2 separate regions of the Rattus norvegicus genome follow, and region 2 is linked to region 1. A link is a contact called in public Hi-C data. All regions are on one chromosome and are shown on one strand. Each heading gives the region's core, a stretch centred on a gene start, on an enhancer-like site or on the middle of the called end of the contact. The rest is flanking DNA. Distances are from core to core; before and after follow the strand shown. Region 1 overlaps Plcxd2 (phosphatidylinositol-specific phospholipase C, X domain containing 2). Region 2 holds the start of Tmprss7 (transmembrane serine protease 7).

Region 1 (5,963 bases), core at 143-2,642:
TGGGGGAGTAGGGATAGGAAATTCCTTATATAGCCACATAACAAGGTGTTGGGAATAGGGTCTGAAAAGCACAGAACTCTCAGAGACAAAAGACCAAATTTCACTGCAGTCCACAGGAAGGACGCAGTGGTAGCGAGCCTGGTACACTCAGGGATTCAAAAGATCCCTGGTCAGAGCCTATGTTTGGAGAGCCAGCGCCATCTGCTGGTCAATCTGGGGAAATGATACTTGACACCTGGAGGCAACCCCAACCCTTTGCAGACTATAAATCCATACTTTCCAATTCACATGGTGAAGAAAAACTCGTCTCAGAGACCTCAAGAACTTGTGCAGGGACATCCCATTGTGCAGGGGACTGTGCTAGCTCAGGTGCGCTGTCATAACAACACATACACTGCTGACTTCAAAGAACTGGAGTTATTTCCCTCTGTTCTAGAGGCTGCAAACTCAAGGTTAAGATGCTACTGGGCAGGATTCTTTCTGAACCCTTATTCTTGGCTTGCAGGTGATTTCCTCCTCCCCACGCCCCTCCCCCAGCACCCCATGTATCATTTTCTCTGTGTGGGCACACATATTCCTGTAGTCTCTTGCTTTTTGTTTGCTTTGGGAGATCGTATTACATATTCAAAGATGACCTTGAATGTCCCCTGGCCTATCTGAGTGCTGGGATTACAGGTTTACGGTGCTGCCATACTTAGCTTCTATTGTCTTTGGGTTTAAATGTCGTTTCGACATCAGTGTGTGTAGATTAGAACCCACTGTAATGGCCTTTCAACTTAATTCCCCCTTCAACACACAATTTCTCCAAATTTACTCACCTTCAGATTAAGGTTTTATTTTATTTGAAGCAGGGGCTCAGTACATAGGTCTGGGTGGCCTTGAACTCACAAAGTTCTGTCTGCCTCTGCCTCTGGAGTGCTAGGTCTAAGGTATGCACCACCACACCTAGTTAGGTTATTATTTTAATAGAAGGATTTGAAGAGAGAGAACATAATTCAGTGACATTAATAGGGACAGCTTCAACTCCAGGCCTCCTGACTGCGTCCTGACTCACTGTGGTACTATGGATCAGGTGTCTTCCAGTCTGAGGAAAACTACAACAGAAATTCAGTCTGAATTGTCTATCTGTGTTTGTGGCTTCCTTCCGGGATGATGAAACAAAGTGAAAAACATTCTCATGTTCAAAGCTCATCCGAAAATTGGGCATTACCTTCCCAACAAGAAAACTACCTGGTCACCATCAGGAAGACACACTGGGTCTTCAGCTACATAGCACCTCTGTACAACCATTCAGGGTTCAGCCAGTCCAGACAGCTTTCAGGTTGCTGAGGGGGAGAGTCCGAGATGACTCAGTGATGAAATGAGAGTCATGTTATTTGCTGGTACTTTGGAACAAAGTCCTAACCAGAGCCATGGTCCTCTTCCACTGATGTGTAGGCACAGGAATGTAGGAGCACACCCCTAACACGCCCATGACCTGAAGGGCTAGGATGCCAAGAGAGTTACTCATCTAAGGGGCACATTCTCACTGCCAGCTGGAAGACCTTGCCTTTGTGCTCATGCTGTCTTCATTACCACTGAACAGAGAGTCTGAAATTCAGTGGCAGCAAGACTGAGGAAGCACGATAGGAGAAGAATAGTGATGTTGTGGGTTACCAACTGTAACCAGTGTGAACTGACCAGTTCCAGGCACTACTAACTCAATCATGGCTCTGGGAACACTGACAAACTAAACTCAGACATCCTCTCTGCTCACATCAGTGCCCAGGACTACACAGACAGAAGCCCTGCAGTCCTGACAGGCTCTCAGCTCTCACAGGAGCTCTGTGTAATCGTAGCTGTAATCTGCTGTGCTGGATCACTTGGCTTCCCTGAGTATTGTCTTACGTGAGGACACACAAGGGCCTTAGATGGTGCGTCCCTTCTCCACTTCAAGACACTGGCCTGGATTTAAGAGTCAAATAAAATCATTTGCAAAGAAGTCACATTTTATTCAGAATAAAAGACCTATCCTTCCTGTGAAATAGTCTCTCTTAGCTGCCCAGAGAGATTTGCAGTAGACTGGTTTTCCCTCAGGTCTATAGAAATGTTCATGTTAGATTTTGCTGAAGGACTGTGTTTTTTGGAGCAACAGCTACAGGATTCCTCGGTGTCTCTCCACCTGCCTCTTCCCTGGTACTCATTCTGTTTTGCTTGACCTACAGAAAACTTGACTTTATTGCATGAGTAAATAATGTTAAGCTACAAATTTATTAAAAGAAAGAGGAAAATGGAACAGGAACTTGAATATGTATAATTCTAGGTTCTTTTAAGAGGTATCACACTGGATTAAGGTTTTTGTTTGTTTTGATTTTTCGTCTGGTTGCCAGACATAGTCGCTCACACTTATAATCCCAACACTCCTGGAGACTGAGTCAGGAGGATTGCAGTCAGTCAGGGTTTCACTCTACCATACCCTTGTCCCCAGAGTGTTACCATCTAGCCTCGTCATAGCTTTTCCTGGCTTTGAGCTCACAATTCCCCTGCCTCAGCCTTCCAAATGCTGGGATTGCAGGTGTGCAGCACCATGGCCTGCCCATGGGTTGCTTTGTTTCCAGCTGAATACGGTTAATTCTGTTGAGACTTAGAAGGGCTACCTGGAAAGGAGCCCTCGGTTCTGTCCATGGTTGACATTATCAGGAGTTCTCAGTACGAAGGAAGAGTACAGTTGTTGATTGCCTTTTAAACTCCTGACCAGGCACATGGCTATTATCTGAAATGCTCTCAAACTCAGAACCAAATGACTGTGACTGGGCATGTGACTGTCTGGACATGTGACTGTCTGGACATGTGACTGGGCATGTGATGTGACTGAACACAACTTTCACTATCCAAATTCCAGTCAGCACCCAGTACTCAAGAACTAAATAGATTCTTGTAAATACCATTTTTAGAAAACATTATCATTTTTAGAAATACATTAGTTTCTTAAACTTGTATTTCAAAGGATAGCCTACTGAAAAGTATATTTATAGTATCCCTCTATATACATATATCATATACATATATGCATTATACACATACATGTACAAATACGTATACACATACATACAAATACACATACACAATCTACATATATACCCAAATGTTCATATACATGTAATATGCTTTCTTGACAGCCTTTATCCATCATTCACTGGTGCCCAGGACAAAGACTATCATCTCATACAAAATGACTAGGTCATCCTTGTTTATCTGTATATCAGGCTTAATTCTATCCCAAGATAGTCTTTGGAGCCGTGGCATGGTACTCAAGAAGAACAAACTCATGGAGGACGATCTCACAGTCCCTACCTTGGAGCATAGCAGCCTGCATTTAATGCTTCTTAAACAGTGAGTATCCCACCCAGCTGTGTGGGCAGTAAGAGGATCACCATGGGTGTGTGTCACAAAAACCAAAACAAACAAACGAACAAAAAATCACTCAGAGACATTGGCTCAGAGTGCTTGTCATAGTATCAAAATATAGTGAGTATTTATGGAATAATGTAAACATTTTAGCAAAGTGTTGAAAGATTCTTAGAGCACTATTCATATACTACGCCTAGAATCCACAGCTTTTCAAAATAGTGTTTTATGGTTTTTTTTTTCATCCTCAAAGCTTTACTATTGTTATGAGAAGAAAATCAAGATAAATGTTGTGAGCACGTGTATTGATATGTGTGTAGATAAAATTGTGTGTAGGTACATGTGTATGTGCTTGTATGGCTCTCATTCTTACTGGCCTGGAACTTGCCAATTAAGTTAGGTTTGCCAGTGTTGGATTCTGGGATTGTGTGGGCTCACTGTGCTCAGGATTGTTTTTGCAGGGGTTCTGGAAATCAGATCTTCATGCTTGCAAGACAAGAATTGTACTAGCTGAACTATCTCCACAGTTTAAGGTGTGGGGGGGGGGGAGGGGAGGGGAAGAAGGGGGAGGGGAAAGGAAGAGGGGAGGGAGGGGGAAGGGGAGTCTGTGTGTGTGTGCAAACTTCTTCTGGAGCATGAAGCTAAATATGTAAACCTTTAATTCCAGTATCAGGGAACAAAAGATGGGAAGATTGTGAGTTCAAGGCCAGCCTGAACTGTCTCAAGATACCAACTAATCAACCAATCGACCCAACTGCCCAAACAATCCACCAAACCAAACAATCAACCAGCTACCACCACCAGTGAATCAGTAACATAGACCCTACCTGTGGGGTAGGAGTCACCTCTTACCTGTGAACTAGTGTGTTCTTGAGGCCCCCCACCAGGCCTCGGGCAATAGTCTTCACTCTTGGGGTGAGGATGGCCTGGGAGACATGGAAGGCCCCACGTGGGGCTCGCTCACTCAAGGTGGTCTCCAAGAAGAGAATCAGCTTTTGCACACTCGTGGTGTTTGCCCAGGGTGCCGGGATCTTCTTCCCTGGCCACAGGAATGGGTATTGCTTGTAGAAGGGACAGTGGTAGAAAATGAGAACCTGAAATGTTCAAAGCAGAAAAAGGACAGAAACATTTAAAAGCTGAGTACTCGAATGGGGAGAGAGAAGTGGACAAACATTCTCAGAAGTAGCAGAACTGTTCACATAAACTGAGTGGGGAAAAGCCATGTCTCTGTGCAAGGTTTTACAGGGCAAAACAACAGATTCGAACTTCGTGGTTGTAAAAACGTAAAGAGTATTGGAGTCTACAATCGAATTCTCTTGGGCTAGCCTTGCTCCTCTCAGTAACCATTCATTGTTCACACTGGTGCCTTTTGGCTTCAGGTTAAAGCCTTTGGCAAGTACTCACAGCAGATCACCAGCTTCCAAGAACACACATGTCCACAGTCTGCATCCTAAACCTGTGATTACGATTTCTCTTGCTATTCCCTGCCGCCTGGTGGTCCCTACCAATATTGATAAATGCCTTGTCTTATGGCTTACTTAGTTCCTTGGCTAATCGAATCTCATGTGACCCTTTCCACAGTGGATAGACAACCCGAGTCTGTGCTCCAAGCCCTTTCCTATTTGGCTCAATAACAAACCATTTCTTAGTCTCTTTGAGGTGAGAGCTGTGTTTTGCATAGATAATGTTTTTATTACAGGCATGTATTTGTTTGTACATGGCAGAGAGATGTGGTGGTCCACGAATTGTTGCAGACCATGTGTAGTAGTCAGATTACACCTCAGTTCTCACCTTCAAGCAAATGGGATGTAGGTCATCAGTCTCGGTGGCATGCCCCACCCACCGTGCCACCATATATATTGGCCTTATATATTACTTTTTAAAAGTAAAGAAACAAGAACTTGCTACCTCAAAATGATTACCTTGTTGGTAATGCACATGATAGACCCCACAGAGCACCTTCTGACAGATGTGTTTTTAAGAGATGTGCAAAGTGAACAAGATCATAAAGGAAAATAATAAGACATAAAGGACATATACTTATTCATATAACATATTTATAAGAAATTAATGTAGAAGCCTCATGAAAAATGCATAGAATTCCTTTGATAGGGTCTAATGAGCTCCATTAGCTGTGATTAGTGAGGTATTTTAAGACAATCTGCAGGGAATGGGACAAGGCTATCTCCCTGAGGAAAATTGACAGGCAGGGCCAACCCTGCAGAAACAAGGTTCTACTGCCAGCATATACGACAGACAGGCGGTTATTCAAGGTGAGTAAAAGTGAAGATGTAGTTTCTTGTGATTTTTTTTTAACCAACCAGACACTGCCTTAATACATTCCATGCACACACCATCCCTGGGAAGTCTGCATACCAGGCTGAAACCAGTCTGGCCCAGAAATCATGTTTCCAGTGCTCATGGCATTGACACTTGGCATAAGCATAGCTCTTGGAGTTTACATAAACAGTGAGAACTCATTTGTGAGTGAATAGATTTTCAGTTGGATGCACTGGCTCTGATGAAATTACCATCCCAGGAGAGGAAAGCAATGTGCCACCAGGTTCAGGGAAGAC
Region 2 (5,960 bases), core at 3,227-5,726, 290 kb before region 1:
TCCTATAATCTCCTTGGATTCAGAGATGGTATTTGGTTTACCAATCTGTCCCATGCCTATCCCGGAAGTCAACTCACACTGGCATTCCCACAATGTATGAGGTGAACATTCAGAAGCCGGTTCTGCAGGCATTGTCTCAATTCCATCTCTAGGCCCATTGTGTGCCGCTCTTCACTAACTACAAAATAACCACTTAAGGATAAAAAAGATAACCCCTTCCTTCTTGGGTAACCAACCCATGGGCTTTTCAAAAGTAGAAAATGCATTAGTTAAGTTTCTAAAGAGTGCCTTGGTGCTAAGATTTAGCAGAACAAATTATTGAGGATCTACTTATAAGGATAAGTGAGTGACTTAAACCACTCTAAAACATTCATGGATTCTTTGCCTAGAATCCTCTTGCCTTATGATCACATTCTAATATCCTTGAAAGCAGATCGAGGCAAGCAAGCTGCTTCTCTATGCATAGCATTTCTGAGACCAAATGTGTGGGGTTTTGTCTCCTCACCAAGCAACACTCCAGTTCTCTGCAGATGGCAATGGGTATCTGATGCCTTCATGTACCTATGCAAAAGTTAACCCCTCCTTCCCATAGTGATGCTCTGGTCTCAGATCAACTACAAGTGGTATACCTCTAAGCAGTCCATGCTGCTTCTACAAATCAGGAGGTCCCATAATCCCCTCAATGGTGACAATTTGTTATGCTAGTTCGTTTCATTATTATTACTCATTATATATGGATTCTGATAAATGATATTATAAAGAGCACAGATGAACCATTAGGTGAACAGGTTCATTAGGGTGAAGCCTGTATGTATCTGAACTAAGAAACTTCTGTCTCTGTGGAGCTAAAACACAGCTCCTCCCAGCAAATACACCAACTCAAGTGTTCTGAACCCTGATTCGTAGGTGTTTTTGTGGATGTCCTATTATGAAGGCATGATTGACTAAGTCATTAGCCACTGATGATTAAGCTTAATTTCCAGTCTCCCTTCTCTTTCTGATGTGGTCTAGATTTGGAAGATGCAGCCTGGCAGTGCCATATTGGTTCCTCTTTCTTTCTAGGCACTTCCAGGTACAAATCGTCTTATTAATATTAGAAAACCAAGACAAAAAAGCAATATTTTAGAAGCTCTGTGTTAGCAACTAAGAACTAGTTGCTAATATTGACAAAATATTATAAATATGTTCCCATCTACCATTATTAAGGACGTTATAAGAATGTCAGAAGCCCCATATCAAAAATCAGGGACTGAGATCACATGTATGTATTCACATGTGTGCTATTATGTGCATTTTTTTATTAAATGAATTATACATGTGAGAATGCCAATACAAGTCAACCAAGTTACTAGGTTGAATTAGTAAGTGTTTTGTAGGAAAAAAACAGAGTTTAGTTTGTCACATGTACCCCAAAGGATCAATCAGATTGACAAAAACATAGTCATAGGGGCAAAAACATAACTGGAAGACAAAGATGTTTATATGAAAGAAGACTCAGGGAGGTGGAAATTTCAGGTTGCCTAGTAACAGGCTGTGGGTGGAAGGCGGAAATGAAACAGCTTAGTGTTCCATTCATCTCCTAAAAGCTACAAATGCATGGCATTTATGAGCCAGTCAACTCCTCCTGGGCATTCTCTTCAGCTCCTCCCTTCCCATCCCTCCTTCCTCCTCCTCTTCCCACCCATGAAAAAAAATAATGGTGATAAAGAAGAAATGGCAGACAACTTGGTGGCTTTCCCCCTTAAAGTCTCAATTCCGTCTTTCCAAACAGTGTGTCTATCTGGGACAGAGGGACAATCTACCAGAAGAGACCAGAGATTGGTTACGCCTGCTGATTTAGGCAGGACCTGCCCCAACCCCAAAGGAACTTAAATGTTCACTTACTGATATAGAGCCATAGAAGTGTCCAGGCTGTGACTGCCAGGATGAATAAAAATACTGTGAAGAGAATGATCTTATTTTGAACATTCCAAAAGGGAGCTCTCTTCTTAGGCTGCTTGCGGGGCCTGGCTTTGCCAATGGGTTTTCGAGGTAGTCTTCTCCCTGGTAGCTTCCCTGGGACACTGACCACCTGGATGGAGATGTTGGATATCTTTTCAAAAGAGAAAAAAAAAAAGACAAATCATTGATTTGAAATAATCCCAAGCATAAATGGAATGACTTGTGCAGGAGACCCCAGTGCTAAAAGGCCTATCAGTCAAGCTATCCATATGAGTGCAATGAGAGGCTTTTAATTAGGTACAGTATGCAGCTCAGAAAATCTAGACATTAGGGCAGGCAAACAAAAATAGCTCAGTGGGTAAAGGCACTTGCTACCAAACCCAATGACTGAGTTTGATTCCCCTAAGCCAATGGTTCTCAACCTTCCTAATGCTGCAACCCTTTAAACAGTTCCTCGTGTTGTGATTAAGATCTGTATTAAACCATAAAATTGTTTTCATTGCCATGTCCTAACTGTAATTTTACTACTGTTGTGAATCATAATGTAAATAAATATTTGTGTTTCCTGATGGTCTTAGGCCACCCCTGTGAAAGGGTCATTGGATGAAAAATGGGTAGAGATTCCCAGGTGAACCACTGCCCTAATCCTAGAAGGTGAGAAGGAATGAACAATTCTTGAGAGTTATTCTTTGACCACACATGCACGTGCCGCGCGTGCGCACACACACACACACACACACACACACACACAGAGAGAGAGAGAGAGAGAGAGAGAGAGAGAGAGAGAGACATGCCCATTCTTATTATGTAAAAAGAGAAGAAAAAACTAGATGGTGTGCCAGCCATAAAGCATACCTCCCAGCACTCCAGCACTCCAGAGCAGAGGCCTGACTGTATAGAGCCAAGCCGACAAAGATATCTGAGAGTTGGGAAGTAAGAAAAGAAGTACGACTTTCAGATGCCTGGGTTGGCCTCATCATCTTTGTATATTTCTTTTGGCACGTTAATTTGTTTTTAATTTGAACTGAACGTCAGAAGGAATTGGGTTTGTGGAAGGATTTGGTTCATGAGACACAATCTTCCTATGTATGCCCTTAAACTCCCAATTCTCCTGCCTCAGTGCCCTGGGTGTTGCGATGACAAGAACATTCTGCCATGCCCAGATGTTTATGGCTTCTAAAGGCTTGTATTATTCTGCTTCTCTCCTGTATTTTCGTTATTTCTGTCTGGTCTCAAGATTGAAAATAAGCATACATGCAAGTTTCTCACATAAATATATTGATTTCCTCATTGTAACTTCCTGACTGAGCTGGGGAAACAAACTAAAGAGATGTGATTATTTTTGCTGGCCTGGAGGACAGAACGCCGACACTGTCGTTTGGTTGTTGACAGCCACTAAACTGGTTGGTGACTCAGTTTCTCAATCAAATAAAAGCTTCACTCTAAACTAAAGCAAAAAATGAAGCAGATGACTCATCACCAGGTAAAATTGCCAGTTTATGGGCATTTGGTTGCTTGAAAAGGGGGGAAATGCATTATTTAGCTGTTTCCTCTCTACCTCTTTTATTTTCTCCTCTACCTTTTGTCATTTGACACTGTGAATTCTTTAATAATGCATGTGAGAGTTTAGCTTCTTAGACAAAGAGATTTATACATGTCAGGGTAACTAAACTCCAGTGATGAAATAACTTTTAAACACACATTCTTTTAACAGCAGCATTCTGGGGGGGGGGAAATCAAAAAACAAAACAAACAAACAAAACAAAACAAAACAACAAAACGACAATCATGAAGACATTAATTGTCTTGACATTGCTGTTACCCTTGCCTCATCCTCTCACCCTCTTCCTCCTTCTTCGCATCCAACCACCACATTTTCCAGTCTTTAATCCTGCCAATTAATGGGATAATATGGGGCCAAGTACACTTTGCATTATTCATGATGCCCTCATTCTCTTTGCCAAACATCCTTGTCAACCCTTGGAAGGAAAAGCTGCGTGTATCTTTCATGGTGAAACTGAACTAGACAGACTTCATTTGATGTGGGATCTTGAAAGGGTGAGTTTGTTCTTCTGGAAAGAAAACCAGCCTCTGTGGGATGAGTTAAGTGTGGAGTCATAGCTACTTTCAAGCATGACTCCAAAGGAGTGAAAGAAGTGTAAGGAAATGCTGGCACATATAGAATGCCAAGGCCCAAGTCAGATCTTTAAGTATCAGAACACATTATAGGCAGTCTCAGCTAGCACTACTCATTAAATTTTAAAGTGGAATTTACGTAGAGATCAGTACAATCTCCCTGAACTTTTTTAAAAACAGTATTAACAAATGACCAACTACAGTCCTTTTAAACAAGCTCACATTCAAAAAAACTATTAAATACTGCAAAAATGATATTTGTCTTCTTTGTATTTACAGACACCTGGATTCATTTCACTAACAGTACACAGTGTTCAAGGGAGAGTTGAGGGCTTCCCAACAATTACTTACTTTGAGGTCTGAGGACTTGCAGGAAGGATCACTTTTTTCTTTGTCCATTTCCCGTCTTCTGTGTGTGACCACGTAGGGAAGTCTGCAGGCTGCATTCACTCACCACCTCCCATGCTAGCTTGAGAAGAATGGAGAGGCAGTTACCGGGTTCAGCTAGCTTACAGAGGAATGGAGTCATCTTACCACCCAGGTACAGTTCAGAAACTGAAGCTCTCTGCTTCATTGTAAAGTTAAAGGGACCTAGCATGCAGCATCTCCCTGACGATGATAGATTTCTGAATGTAGCTTTATGATGGACCAAGGGCTCAGTTCCCTACCAGAAATGCAATCCATCAGTCCAAACATACTGAGAACTCTTACTAAGACTGAGTTAACCAAGCATACATTTTCCTACTGTCCTCTCTGTGTCCTCATCTTGAATGAAACTTCAAAATGGTCATCCTGGGTTTGCTCTTCACGTCTGCCTTCTTTAAGCCTTTCTGAGTCTACAAGACCAGCCTCATTTGCTCAGACTATCAAAAGGATTATCCTACTTATGCCAAGAAGTCTTTACTGGCCATACAACAGAAAAAGCAAGCAATTAAACCGGGTATGGTTCTTAATCCTAGAACTTGGGAGATAGAAACTGAAGAACAGTAACATCATGTGGGCTCAACAGGTTATATTTAGCAATGTAGAAATACATACATGCATGTAATAACCCTTGATTAATAAAAAGAAAACATGAATTTGAAGGAACACGAGAATGGGGTAATGGGAGGCTTTGGGAAGAGGAAAGGGAAGAGAGAAATGTCATTAAAATACAATCTCAAAAACAAACAAAAGACAAAATACAGATATATGCCAAAACAAGTGTCTAACTGTTAAGGGTAGACTCTAAATGTGGGCAGATTTAGTGATGACATTATGTTCTTTCAATATTAAGTTCTAGATGTTATTTTGCTAAGATACTTTGGTGTGCTTACAGACAGGAGCCTAGCATGACTTCCTCTGAGAGGCCCAACAAGCAGCTGACAGAGACAGACACAGATACTTACACCCAACCAATGGACAGAAGTCGGGGACCCCTGTGGTTGAATTAGGAAAAGACTAGAAGAAGTTGTGGAGAAGGGCGATCCCATAGGAAGACCAGCAGTCTCAACTAACCTGGATCCCTGAGATTTCTCAGACACTGAGCCACCAACCAGGCAACATACATGAGCTGGTCCAAGGCCCTGACACAAATACAGCAGAGGACTGCCTGGTCTGGCCTCAATGAGAGAAGATGCACCTTACCCTCCAGATTCTTGAGACCCCAGGGAGTGGGGAGGCCTGGGGGTATATGGGGGTTATGGGGGTGGGGACAACCTCTTGGAAATAGGGGGAGGGGGAAGGGGGTAGTAAGGAGGAGGAATGAGATGAGGAACTGTCAGAGGGTGGACCTGGAGGGGGATAATGACTGGACTGTAGGAAAAGATTAAAGATAATTAAAAAAAAAAGATGCTGGTGAGGAAATGATCGTCTCTGGGAGTGAAATACACTAGACAGCCATA

What was found. Hi-C and Micro-C count contacts between places; a contact is called where the count stands out from the background.
Region 2: a Hi-C map of Schwann cells shows a contact between it and region 1, with 3 times the contacts expected there. The contact joins the promoter of Tmprss7 here to the enhancer-like site in region 1. A contact is called at or near these places in 8 of 12 Hi-C or Micro-C datasets (the A7r5 cell line, the Rat2 cell line, Schwann cells and 5 more).

Annotation. Positions count from the first base shown.
Region 1 is chr11:68,301,705-68,307,667 of GRCr8, reverse strand. Plcxd2 (phosphatidylinositol-specific phospholipase C, X domain containing 2) reads right to left here. Exons shown (of 4, transcript NM_001134481.2): 3 at 4,240-4,481. Among named protein-coding and RNA genes, the nearest start is that of Phldb2, 17 kb to the left of the region's middle. Within about 2 kb of position 1,392, at least 11 of the 93 cell types and tissues checked have an H3K27ac peak or open chromatin away from gene starts, as enhancers often do. A contact at or near this core is called in the A7r5 cell line and Schwann cells, where this site is marked.
Region 2 is chr11:68,590,121-68,596,080 of GRCr8, reverse strand. Tmprss7 (transmembrane serine protease 7) reads right to left here and starts at 4,476. Exons shown (of 18, transcript NM_001105882.2): 1 at 4,429-4,476; 2 at 1,885-2,092. The coding sequence starts at 4,476.